Regions from separate parts of the Mus musculus genome. Here region 1 is linked to region 2. The links are chromatin contacts, called in public Hi-C maps. All regions are on one chromosome and are shown on one strand. Each heading gives the region's core, a stretch centred on a gene start, on an enhancer-like site or on the middle of the called end of the contact. The rest is flanking DNA. Distances are from core to core; before and after follow the strand shown. Region 1 has its middle 22 kb from the start of Atp1b4. Region 2 holds the start of Tmem255a (transmembrane protein 255A).

Region 1 (5,074 bases), core at 342-2,841, 43 kb before region 2:
AGCTTTTAACTCCTGAGCAGAAAATTGGGGAAAATTTTTCTAGAGATGGGCAATAACTCAGAGGAAGAATATAGCTGAGTCTCCACTTGAGCGAGCACAGAAATAAGTGGAGAGCATACTAACAAGGTTGTTTTCCCAACCCCAGTCCCCAAATTCTGATTCTGTAGCTCGGAAGTATAGGTACAAAAATCTGAAGGGTTAATGCACCCTAGGATGAAAGTGATTCAGGGGTCACGTGTCATGCTTTGGGAAACACTGGTATGCAGAGCTACTTATTCCACATGAAGAACTTGTTTTGTTTTTCTCCTGTTCAGTCGACTTTCTACCTGGTCAGTTTTCCCTAATGCTGGACTTCCAGAGGGGAGTGTTCGACTGTGCTGGGCCTGTCAGCTATGATGTCTAACATGTCCAGTACTTTACTCATTCTCACCTGGTCAGGAAGGCAGACTCAGCCAGTTATGGACATTAGTCCCAATTTTTTTTTTTTTGGAAAAATGCTACACATTGAAAGCAAATGGTGATAAACACCAGCATGCCCTTTATCTATAAATTGTTAACATTTGACATTTACTTATATGCTTTCTGTTATAGATATATACAGGTAACATACACACATATGTATTTAGCTGTAGAATTTGATTATGTCAGAAATGAGCCACACAATTTGATAATGGGCAAAGATACATGGAGGACCCCACCCAAATAGACAGATAGCAAGCTAAGAGAATCAGAGTAACACCCTGTGGAACTATTTCTATCTATTATGAATTTTTCCAGTCAATAGCGAGAAAAATATAAGAGGGGGTTAGCAGGCCAGAAATAAACTATTTTCTTTTCTCTTGCATCTTCAGGCAGACACACAAGTCAAGAAAAGGAACCTGGAGTCAACTTGCTCAGGACCCTCCTTACCATGTAGATCAGTAGTTCTTAAATTGTGGGTTGTGATCTTTTTAGGGTTGAATGACCCTTTCACAGGCCTAAGATCATTGGAAAACACAGATATTATGATTCATAGAGTAGCAAAATTATAGTTATGAAGTATCAATAAAAATAATTTTATGGTTGGAGGTCACCACAATATGGGGCACTGTATTAAAGCGTCACAGCATTAAAGAAGGCTGAGAGCCACTGGTTATAGATGCTTGTGACCCCCCAGAGCCCACCTTTTCTATCTCTAGTCCTCCTTGACTAGTTTGGTGTGGAGGAAACCCTATTCCCTTTCTGAACTTATTTTTTTCCCACCATCTCTGGCTTCAACTGAAGTAGACCCCAGCCTAGAGAATCTATTCTCCAATGACCCAAGTATCCTCTTTGCATGCAGTGTCAATAGCTGCTGAAGGAGCTCAAGGAGAAGATAGCAAAGGCTAGGGGAACTTCCGTAATCCCCACAATTTTGCAATACACCAGTCCTTAAACATCCCAAATGTTTCCTTGAGCCCCACCTTTCTGGATGGAAACATTACACAGAAGAGGACTGATTTATCTTGCTGTTTGCCCTTGACTTTCTGACTTCTTGGATATCCTGGGCAGACTCTGCCATAATCAAAGAGTCTTTGTGCTAAGGCTCTTATCAGCCACCTCCTTGGAACTCCCCTCCGAATTTGCCAGCATCCAGGGTATGGAAAGGAATTCTAGCACAGGACTGCTATAACTACAGTGTAATGTTGGCCCCGTCACTTAATCTCCTCAGGCCTCAGTGTCCTCAGAGGGCTATTTCGAGGGTGGCATGCAATCATTTTGATGAAAATCCTAAACAAATCATCAGGCCTTCTGGTGGAACAGTCCTTTGGGAACATGATAAATGAAAATGGCCTCATTTCTCCACGGTCTCCTGTTTCCTCTCTCTCCAGCCCCAGGATGGCAGCTGTTTCTCTAGCTCTAGTGAACAAAGAGATAAAAAGGATGTGTAAACAATGAGAGGAAGAGACCTAAATAAACAATGGGGAGGCTTGGAACACCTGAGATTAGAAATAGCAACTGAAACGTCTTACACAGCTAATTGAAGGATTAGAAATCGGTGGAAAATGTCATCTTGAGATCCTAACACTCAAGTGGCCCAGAACAGATGAATAAAGGCAAGTGTTTTTAATGTAGGATTTGGTCAGCATTCCTCAAATTGCTAAAAACTAGCTCTTTATTTATGAAGAAGTGTCTAAGGTGTTCCAGTCGTACCATCATATAACTCTACCTGGCACAATCCTGACTCTCACGAGAAACAGAGTTACAGAAAAGAGCATGATTAAACAGGAAAAGTGTTCCTGCTAACCTAGAATAAATAAAGTTGTTCTGTTTGTTCCGAATAGGTCACCCATTCCCCAAACTTGAAAACTGAGGTCAGGTCTAGTGGCCCATAGGTATGAAGGAAAGCCCAGGGTAGAATGTCATCAAATGTTAACCCCAGCAACTCCTGAAACAACACCACCCTGGGTAAAGGATGTGCATACCAGAGCTAAAGAGCTCTGGGTACGATTCTTAAACATTTCACCTTGTGACAGAGGGGAGGTGTGAAGATGTTGAGATTTAATATGACCTGCATGCTAACAAGGTAGTTTGTTACATCTTCCCAGATGCTAGCAGAAGACATGAAACTCCCGACTTAATATCCTGAGAGATAAGCAACTGTCTCATAGCAATAGTACTGGCCAGAATATAGATTAATATCTCTTGCCCTCAAGTCCTACCAAAGTTACTGAAAAAGGAAATATCTGAACACACTGATTTTTCACATCTCTCTCTCTCCCTCCCTCCTTCCCTCTCTCTTTTCTTTTCTCTTCTTTTTTCTCTTCTCTTCTTTTCTTTTCTCTTCTCTTCTCTTCTCTTCTCTTCTTTTCTTATCATTTCTTTGCTTTTTGACACTTTTTTTTTTCTGTGTAACAGCCCTGGCTGTCCTGGAGCTCAAGCTATAGACCAGGCTGGCCTCAAACTCACAGAGATCCATCTACCTCTGTCTCCTGAGTGCCAGGATTAAAGAAGTGTGGCCACCACTGCCCTGCCAGACAGAACATATTGGATGTTGTGTTACAGGATAGCAACACTGACCTTTAATAAATCTGAGTCTTTCACGAGGGACAGGAAGAATGTCTGACTTTTACTTGCTCCAGAGGGAAGGTATCTTCTAAAGCTATCCACATAGACCTGACAAGGTGGGCAGGAACAGTGTCAACTACTATGAGTTTTCCTAAGATGTCCAGAAACACAGGAAACCAGTAGAAGATGGACACAGGAGAATCATTGTGAGCTAACGCTCATCTATTGGCTCTCAGTTCTTCCTCATCTCTATAGCATGTATCATAATAGTACTTATCCATGGAATAATGAAGATGAAATGAATTTCTACATGTTAAAGGAAGTACTAGGCACTAAGAAGATGGTTGTTATAATTGTTTCATATTCCCATCCTCACACACTCTCTCTCCATAATTAGTAAAAGGTTGCACTTTTCCCTTTCTGGTCTTGCAGTCATGCCGACAGCCTTTCTTGGCTCCCAACAAAGACTTCAGCTTATTTTTCACCACCCTTTCTCATTTATTTGCTGCTTTTCATCTACACCCTGTCAGGACCAAAGTCTGGTTTAATTGGTTTCTTAAGTAACGAAGCTGTCCATTTGTAAACTAAACAGTCAATAGAGTACACGCGATCATCTCTCCTGAGATATTTACTCTTTAGTTTGGGGGGCAAACAAATGAACCACATGAAATTATTGTTCATCGAGAAAGTAGGCCGTTTAGAATAGAAGACAATCCTCATTTTGCTAATTTATATGTAGTGTTCCACCGAGAGAACATGGTCCGTATAGGGCCATGTCTCTCAGCACTTTTCCTTGAGGGAGTCAAACTTCACTCCTGGGCCTTAACTAGATGAAAGGTCAGTCTAAACTTGTAGGGCCTCTGAGATGTGGCACAGTGTCCAAGGAGCGGAGTCCTATTTCTTCTTAACACAGGCAGCAACACTGGTGAGCGAAATGAAGGTCAAGGAAATAAGGCTCGTGGAATCTGCTAACGTCTTTACAGAACAGATCCCTGTAGGCTTTAGCCAGCCATCCTTCCCCTTTCTCTTATTACCTTTTCTTTCTCTTCATTTCTTTCTCCTATCCTTTCTTTGACAAGATCTCACTATGTATCTCAGGGTGGCCTAAAATGTGTAATTTTCATGCCCTGCCTTAGTTGTTCAAGTGCTGGAATTTCAGGCCTGTGCTACCACACCTGGTTTAGCAGAGCCGTCTTTAAAACACCTATCGGAGGGATGTTTGAAAACAAATATTTTGTCTTTCATTCTTAAGGAACATATACAGTACCCCACTTTTTTTTAAAAGATAGATTTTCATGTAACCCAGGTTGGCCTTGAACTCGCAATCCTTCATCCTCATTCTATCAAGTGCTGGTTTTATAGGTGTGCTGCCATGCCTGGCTACTGTCCTCATTTCTCCAGTTTATTAGTCACACAATACTTCCTCTCATAAAAACTCAGCCTCACTCCTGATGAAAAGGACTATATACTGTCTGTTTCTATCCTTCCTTCTCTTCAGCGAACGTTTTCTCTCTCAAGTAAGAGTATACGGACTTGGAAGGCAAGAAGTACACCTTATAAATCTTTTATAACTTTTGCTCCTCCCATTTTCAGCCAAGCCTGTATTTATTGAATGATAAAAAAAATCTGTTTATATATATATATATATATATATATATATATATATATGGCTAAAAAAGGAAATGATGCCATGGAATGGCATGGTGTTTACAAGCAGAATCATGGTTATTTTATTTATAAAAATTCCCAGACTTCTTTAGTCAGTCACCCTTATGGTATCAACAAAAACACTTTCTCCCAAGTAATTTCTGAGCCCAGACAGATTGGTTTACCTGTTTTCACAGATATAAAGTCAAGTGTTAAATTGGGCCAATCACATGCTAGTACAGTACTGCTAGGAATAGTAGCAAAGAAACCGTATCCCTCACTCTCACTTTAATCATTAGCTTGTCTCCTTTCTTGGGCTAATCCCCTTGATCCCAAGTCAGGAAACTTTCCAAGCATGATGTCAAAATTCCTTCTGTGCTTCATCCTGGGAGATGGGTAG
Region 2 (5,642 bases), core at 207-2,706:
GTTTCGCAGCAGATTAGCAAGGCAGATCTGGGAGGAACACAGTACTTTCCTTCACCCGGTTGGTTCACGGTCAAGTCAGGAGGGGTGTGTGTGTGTGTGTGCGCGCGCGCGCGCCGCTCCCGGGTGCGCACATGTATGAACATGTGTGTTTGTCGAGATGAGAGGTAGATGTCAGGGGTGGTCCTTAACCACTCTCTCCACCTTATTTTGTGAGACAGCATCTCCGCATTGGACCTGGAACTGGCCAGCACCCCTGGGGAATCCTCCTGTGTTTGCCTCCCCAAGGCTGGGATTACAAATAAGTGCTGTTGCACCTGATTTTTCACTTGGGTGCAGGGGCATGGGACTCAGACCTCGGGCTTGCCAAACAGATGCTTTGTATATTGACCCCCTCCCCCTAGCCTGTCTGGACAATTTTACACTTAGCTTGGATTGAGTTGTGGAAGCAGGGCTGGAGAGATGTCTCAGCCCTTAAAGGCTAGGCCTTCACAACCTAAATTAGGAGTTGTGCAAGCAGGGCCACAGAGCCTGCCTCCTTAGCAAGAGCATTTGATATCCAGGTTTGCATCTCACCTCTGTAATTTAGTAGCTGCAAAGGCATGGAGAGTTTCAACTGATACTCAGTTTCTTCATCTGCAAAATGGGTCTATGGATCATTCCTTTTTCTCCCTTACACGGCTGCTATGGTCTAAAAAAGCCTATCTTGATATAAAATCTCCTGGAACAAAAATACAAACTGGGGTACTGATAGAGTGTCATGTTTTCTTTAGCTGAACCTCCTTATAACTCTTGGGGGGGGTTGTTGCTTTTCAAATTATCAGTTGTGATGAATAAGGCTGTGTTCTCTGTCTCTAACTGTATAATTTTATACACTCCGGTCACATCCCTTCTCAGCCTTCATCGTTCTAGACTAAAGAGTGCGCATTTGTTTAATCTATCTTCATAAGGCATTCTGCCCCCCCTCCAACCACTACCATCCTTTTGATTATAGAGTGGCCCTTTTCTGGACTGTCTCCAGCTCCATTATGTTATTCTGGAAGCTGTAAGATCAGACCTGAACAAGTGTGTGTGTGTGTGTGTGTGTGTGTGTGTGTGTGTGTGTGTGCCTGTCTGTCTGTGTCACTGTGTGCATTCTCCAGCTCCGAACCTCTAACTCTGTCCCCCTCCCCAATTATGAATCTTGTAAAAGAAAAGATGATCGCCCAAGACCTTCTGTTCAAACTGGGAGAAGGCCCCTTGGCCTCAGGCTGAAGCCTCCTTTTTCTCTCTGCGCAGCTTTGGCCCCAAGGGGCGAAACGGTCTCCCTGTCTGGCAGGCTGGGAGGTGGATAACTAGGATGGGGAGGCCGAGGGGGGAGGAAGAAAGGGGGGGTCTTGCGCAAGCGCACGCTGCTGCATGGACGCCAATGCTGCTGCCTCCCGGAGCAGAGGGAGGCAGAAGAGGAGGGAGGGAGAAGAGGGGGAGGGAGGGGGAGGCGGCACTTGGGCTGCAGCTCTCAACCCGAGGCAGTCAGTCCCTCTCAGCGCTAGGGAAGACCGAGAGAGGCAGCGGCAGAGTAGGATGCTCTGCGGGGCGCCCTGAGCCAGGGGCTCTTGAAGCAGCTTCGGGGACAGGGGCAACTGGACAGCTTTCACCATGCATCAGTCCCTGACTCAGCAGCGGTCCAGCGACATGTCCCTTCCCGATTCCATGGGTAAGTCCTGTCCTCTGGGAGGCAGCAGTAAGGGGGTAAGTGCGTTGTCCCCAGGACAGCCAGCTCCTGCCTGCCCCAGTGCCAGCCAGAGAGAGGGCAACCGGGATGGGGGTCCACAAACTCGAGTATCTGGAAGGTGGACCAGAGCCCCAAGGGAGCGGCCCAGCTGTGACAAGTGTGACGCGCTTGAGATTGGAGCGCCAAGCTAGGGTTGGAGTAGCCTTACCTAGCCCGGAGTGCATGTGAGTGTGTGTGTGTGTGTGTGTGTGTGTGTGTGTGTGTGTGTGTGTACAGACTTGCAGCTGTGGTAAATCTCAGCTGTCTGGGCATCAAAACACTTCCTCCAAACCTGTGCCTTTGCTTTCGATTCGACGCTCCTTCTTTGCAAAGTCCACATCACTTCTAAGATCACGACTAATGATAATTAGAAGAAGCAGGATCTTACCCCCCCCCAACACTCACACACACACACACACACACACACACACACACACACACACACACTCACTCACTCTAGGTGATATCTTGAAATTCAGACCTGCAGTGGTCCGGGAGCTGATTTACACTTCGCAGACCCGGTGTGTGGGGTGGGGTGGTGGTGGTGGGGTGCTACTCAAGGGAATGGGGGTAGAAGAAAGGGTATGCTGGCAGGACGGGAAATCCTGGGGAATCACTCAAGACAGCACAGCCTGGACATACGTAGCAGAATGATCAGTCCTTGAATTTGATTTCTATTCTACTCCAAACGCAGAGAGAGAGAGAGAGAGAGAGAGAGAGAGAGAGAGAGAGAGAGAGAGAGAGAGAGAGAGAGAGAGAGAGAGAGAGAGAGGTGGGGGGTGGTGGTGGTGAGAGCACTAGAAAAATAGGATCCAGCGCAAGCCCGCGCATCTTCTGAAGTCGCGCTTTCCTCTTCAGCGGAATGAAGGGGGAGGGGCACCTTTCAACACCTTCCTAAAATCTAGAGGTCCGCTACCGTCTTGCACCAACTTGGAGGCCCCTCGAGGGTGCTTTTCGGTAGCTACAAACGAATTTTAAGAAATAAAAAACAAAACGAAACAAAACAAAACAATTGCCTTTCGCTGTTAGGCACCTTCCTAAGTCTTCGCTGGGAGAAGAAATTAATTTGGAGCCTTGGGTAAGAGTGAAGGGATTGTGGAGCCATAATTCCACCTAAACTTAAAAATTGTCACTTTAATCTAGCCCAATTCGTCGTTTCTATCATATTTCACATTCTGCAAAACTCCTCTGTCCCGAATCTCTGCCATTCAGTCTTCTCAGCTCTTCTCCGATGAATTTGCTGGAACATGCACAGGGGAGGGGCAAGGAGATTGAGCCCAGTGTGAGCTCTCCGCTGCCTGCAAAAGACTCAGTCGCAACAAATTTCGTTCAAGGGCCCCCGAAAGTGTTATCATCTGAACGGTGGAAGGCCTGTCAGTAGAAGCCCTGCACTTTTCATTTTTAAGGTCGTAGTTATCTGGTGCTGGATGCAAAATGAGGCCAAGGTCTGGGGTCCAAATCCGAACCCAGCAGTACCAGACTTTCCAGTACCCTCCCCGCCCCCCACTCCACCCCTCGCATACACAGGCACACAGAACTCCAAAAGCACTCCTTGCCTTGGCCAGCTGCGGCGCTACCATGGCTCAGGCGCTACAGCATGAAAGAGCTGGGCGCGAGAGGGCGAGGGTTCTGCAGAGCCCATCCCAACTGTGTGCGGCAACCACCTGCAAACCAAACCCTCCCCACCCAGAACCCCGTCTGCGGGGACTGAGCAGACTGGAGGCACAGGGCTGAAAGGCTTGCTACCTGACACTGCTTTGTGGGTTTCAGAACAAGATGAAGAGAGTTCTCTCTTGTATTCCCAGGGCCCCCAGCCTGTCTTGCATTTTTCTAAATGTCTGGGCAACAAGAAGCTGAGCTCGGCAGTGCAGGGAAGGGACTCATAGATCTCAAAAGACAAGGAACGAACAATCATCACAAATAGCGTTTGGTAAAGAATCCACAGGCCAAACTCAGTAGAAAATTCTTGAGTAGAGTAATAGATAATTCTAGGTTCCCACAGTGTGGACAGGGGAGTCTCCCCGGAGTTCCCTGGCGCTGGGCCCACAGCCTAGGCCTGAATCAGCATCTAGCATCTAGGATACTCCACTTAACTAAGCTCTGGGTTAGTGTTCTGCCTCGAAGGGCAGCATTTCTGAGGGGATTCCTTTTACGGGCAAGACACAATCGTAGTCCCCAAAATTAAATGTCACACACACACACACACACACACACACACACACACACACACACACACCACCGCCCGCACCAGGGTGCCTGCACTACTTTTGCGGGCTGCTCTGAAGGAAGCAGACAGGGAATTGTGAAGATAGTAATTTGACTCCTGCGCACCTCCAACAGCTCCCAGCAACCCCCTCCTCCACTTTGGCAACAGCGCCCCCAAGCGCTGATACACCGCTACTACATCAGAGCATCCTCTTCACTTCCAACAGCACATTTGTAATTTACTGAGCCTTTTTTTTTTTTGATATCTCCATGTCCTGAGTAATTTACTAAAAAGGTGAAGGTAGTAGATTTCAGCACCTTTAGGTAAACGTTTGTGAGACCTGCAGAGCATTAAGGTTCTTGTGTGGGCAGCCACCTGTTTCCAGGGATGCTCGAGGCTGGGACTTGCTGAGATCCACTCTGCGGCAAAGCTGACCCAGGTAAGCAAATCCAAATCCATTCAAACCTTCGAACCTGAGAATTAATACGTCACCAACATCGCAGCGTGCCAAGCATTTTTGCAACATTCCAATAAACATTGCACACTCTCTTTTAGGAAGGGGCTATCAAGAAATACGTACAAGGTAAAGCACAAGCGCGCAGAGGCAGCATCCTATCTTATAGCAACTCCCAGCTTGGCTCCTTTCAGATACGAAATCCTGGAAATGGTGGACACCGTATGGGTTGTGGAAGAAACCTGCTGTCACAGTTTATATACTTATTGAGTAAGGCTTCTAGGCCATTAGAAACCAAGCTAATGGGTGGTTAGAGTAGCTGGAGCTTGATTAAGATAAACTTTGTGGTGAAGGAAGTTTTGAGCTTGCTTCAAATGAGGGGAGGAATTCAGATTCAAATAGAGATGAGGGTTTTGATTAGGGGGACCAAGGGAGGGGCAAGACGATCCTATCTGGAAGGGTGAAGCACACCTCCAGAGCTCCATCACATACCTCCTCTGGTATCTGGCATGGAGGTGGGGCACTGCAGAGAGGGAGGGTTGCAGCGGTTCTGCAGAGAGGCTACTGGGGGGTGCAGGCAGTGCCAATGATGAGATTTTGGACTCTCACTGCTATTGCTTGCAATAATAGTAGTTTAAATACTAGGTACCACGTAGACAGGGTGGTGAAGCGCTTGCGGTTTTGACACATTAGCCACCGAGTTTTCAGTTCTGGGGAGCATTCAGAGTGTGCTCTATTTCCAAAAGTTAATCCTATGAGCATAGCCACATCCATTTGCACGATTCCTCCAACCGACTCTTTCTACTAGAAGGAAAGCAATTATGAGGTGTCGCCACTTGTTTGTGTTGTTTTTCAATAACCATCAGCTCCTTCTTTGCTGTGTATGTGATACGGCAAAAAGCACTGTGTTCCAGCTCTTGAGGGCATTTTTAAGTAGCTCATTGTGTCTGAGCTCTTTGTTTGTTAAAAAATTAGTCTACTAAATAAAACCCAAATAAGATGGTCCTGTGCTCACAAAGTCATCATCTAAGGGCAGTCCCAAATTGTACCTGAGTAAGAACAAGGTTCTTCTCCTGCCTTCTGAAATCGAGCAACAAGCAGGTCAATGACATGAGTCCATACAATCATCTGCCTTTCAGGATCCTTGGCCACACCTTCAGAGTACTTTAGGTATGCCTTATTCCAAGCAGACATGGACTTTATTAAATCAAACTGAAACCACAGGCAAATGG

Evidence for each region. Hi-C and Micro-C count contacts between places; a contact is called where the count stands out from the background.
Region 1: a contact with region 2 is called in a Hi-C map of Sertoli cells, with 2.5 times the contacts expected there. The contact joins the enhancer-like site here to the promoter of Tmem255a in region 2. A contact is called at or near these places in 7 of 39 promoter capture datasets (the 3T3-L1 cell line, embryonic stem cells, hippocampal neurons and 2 more), 1 of 484 Hi-C or Micro-C datasets (Sertoli cells) and 2 of 9 other capture datasets (adipose tissue and pancreatic islet).

The regions. Positions count from the first base shown.
Region 1 is chrX:38,291,533-38,296,606 of GRCm38.p6, reverse strand. No RefSeq gene overlaps it. Among named protein-coding and RNA genes, the nearest start is that of Atp1b4, 22 kb to the left of the region's middle. Within about 2 kb of position 1,591, at least 1 of the 459 cell types and tissues checked has an H3K27ac peak or open chromatin away from gene starts, as enhancers often do. A contact at or near this core is called in Sertoli cells, where this site is marked.
Region 2 is chrX:38,248,295-38,253,936 of GRCm38.p6, reverse strand. It overlaps Tmem255a (transmembrane protein 255A), which reads left to right and starts at 1,456. Exons shown (of 10, transcript NM_172930.4): 1 at 1,456-1,693. The coding sequence starts at 1,636.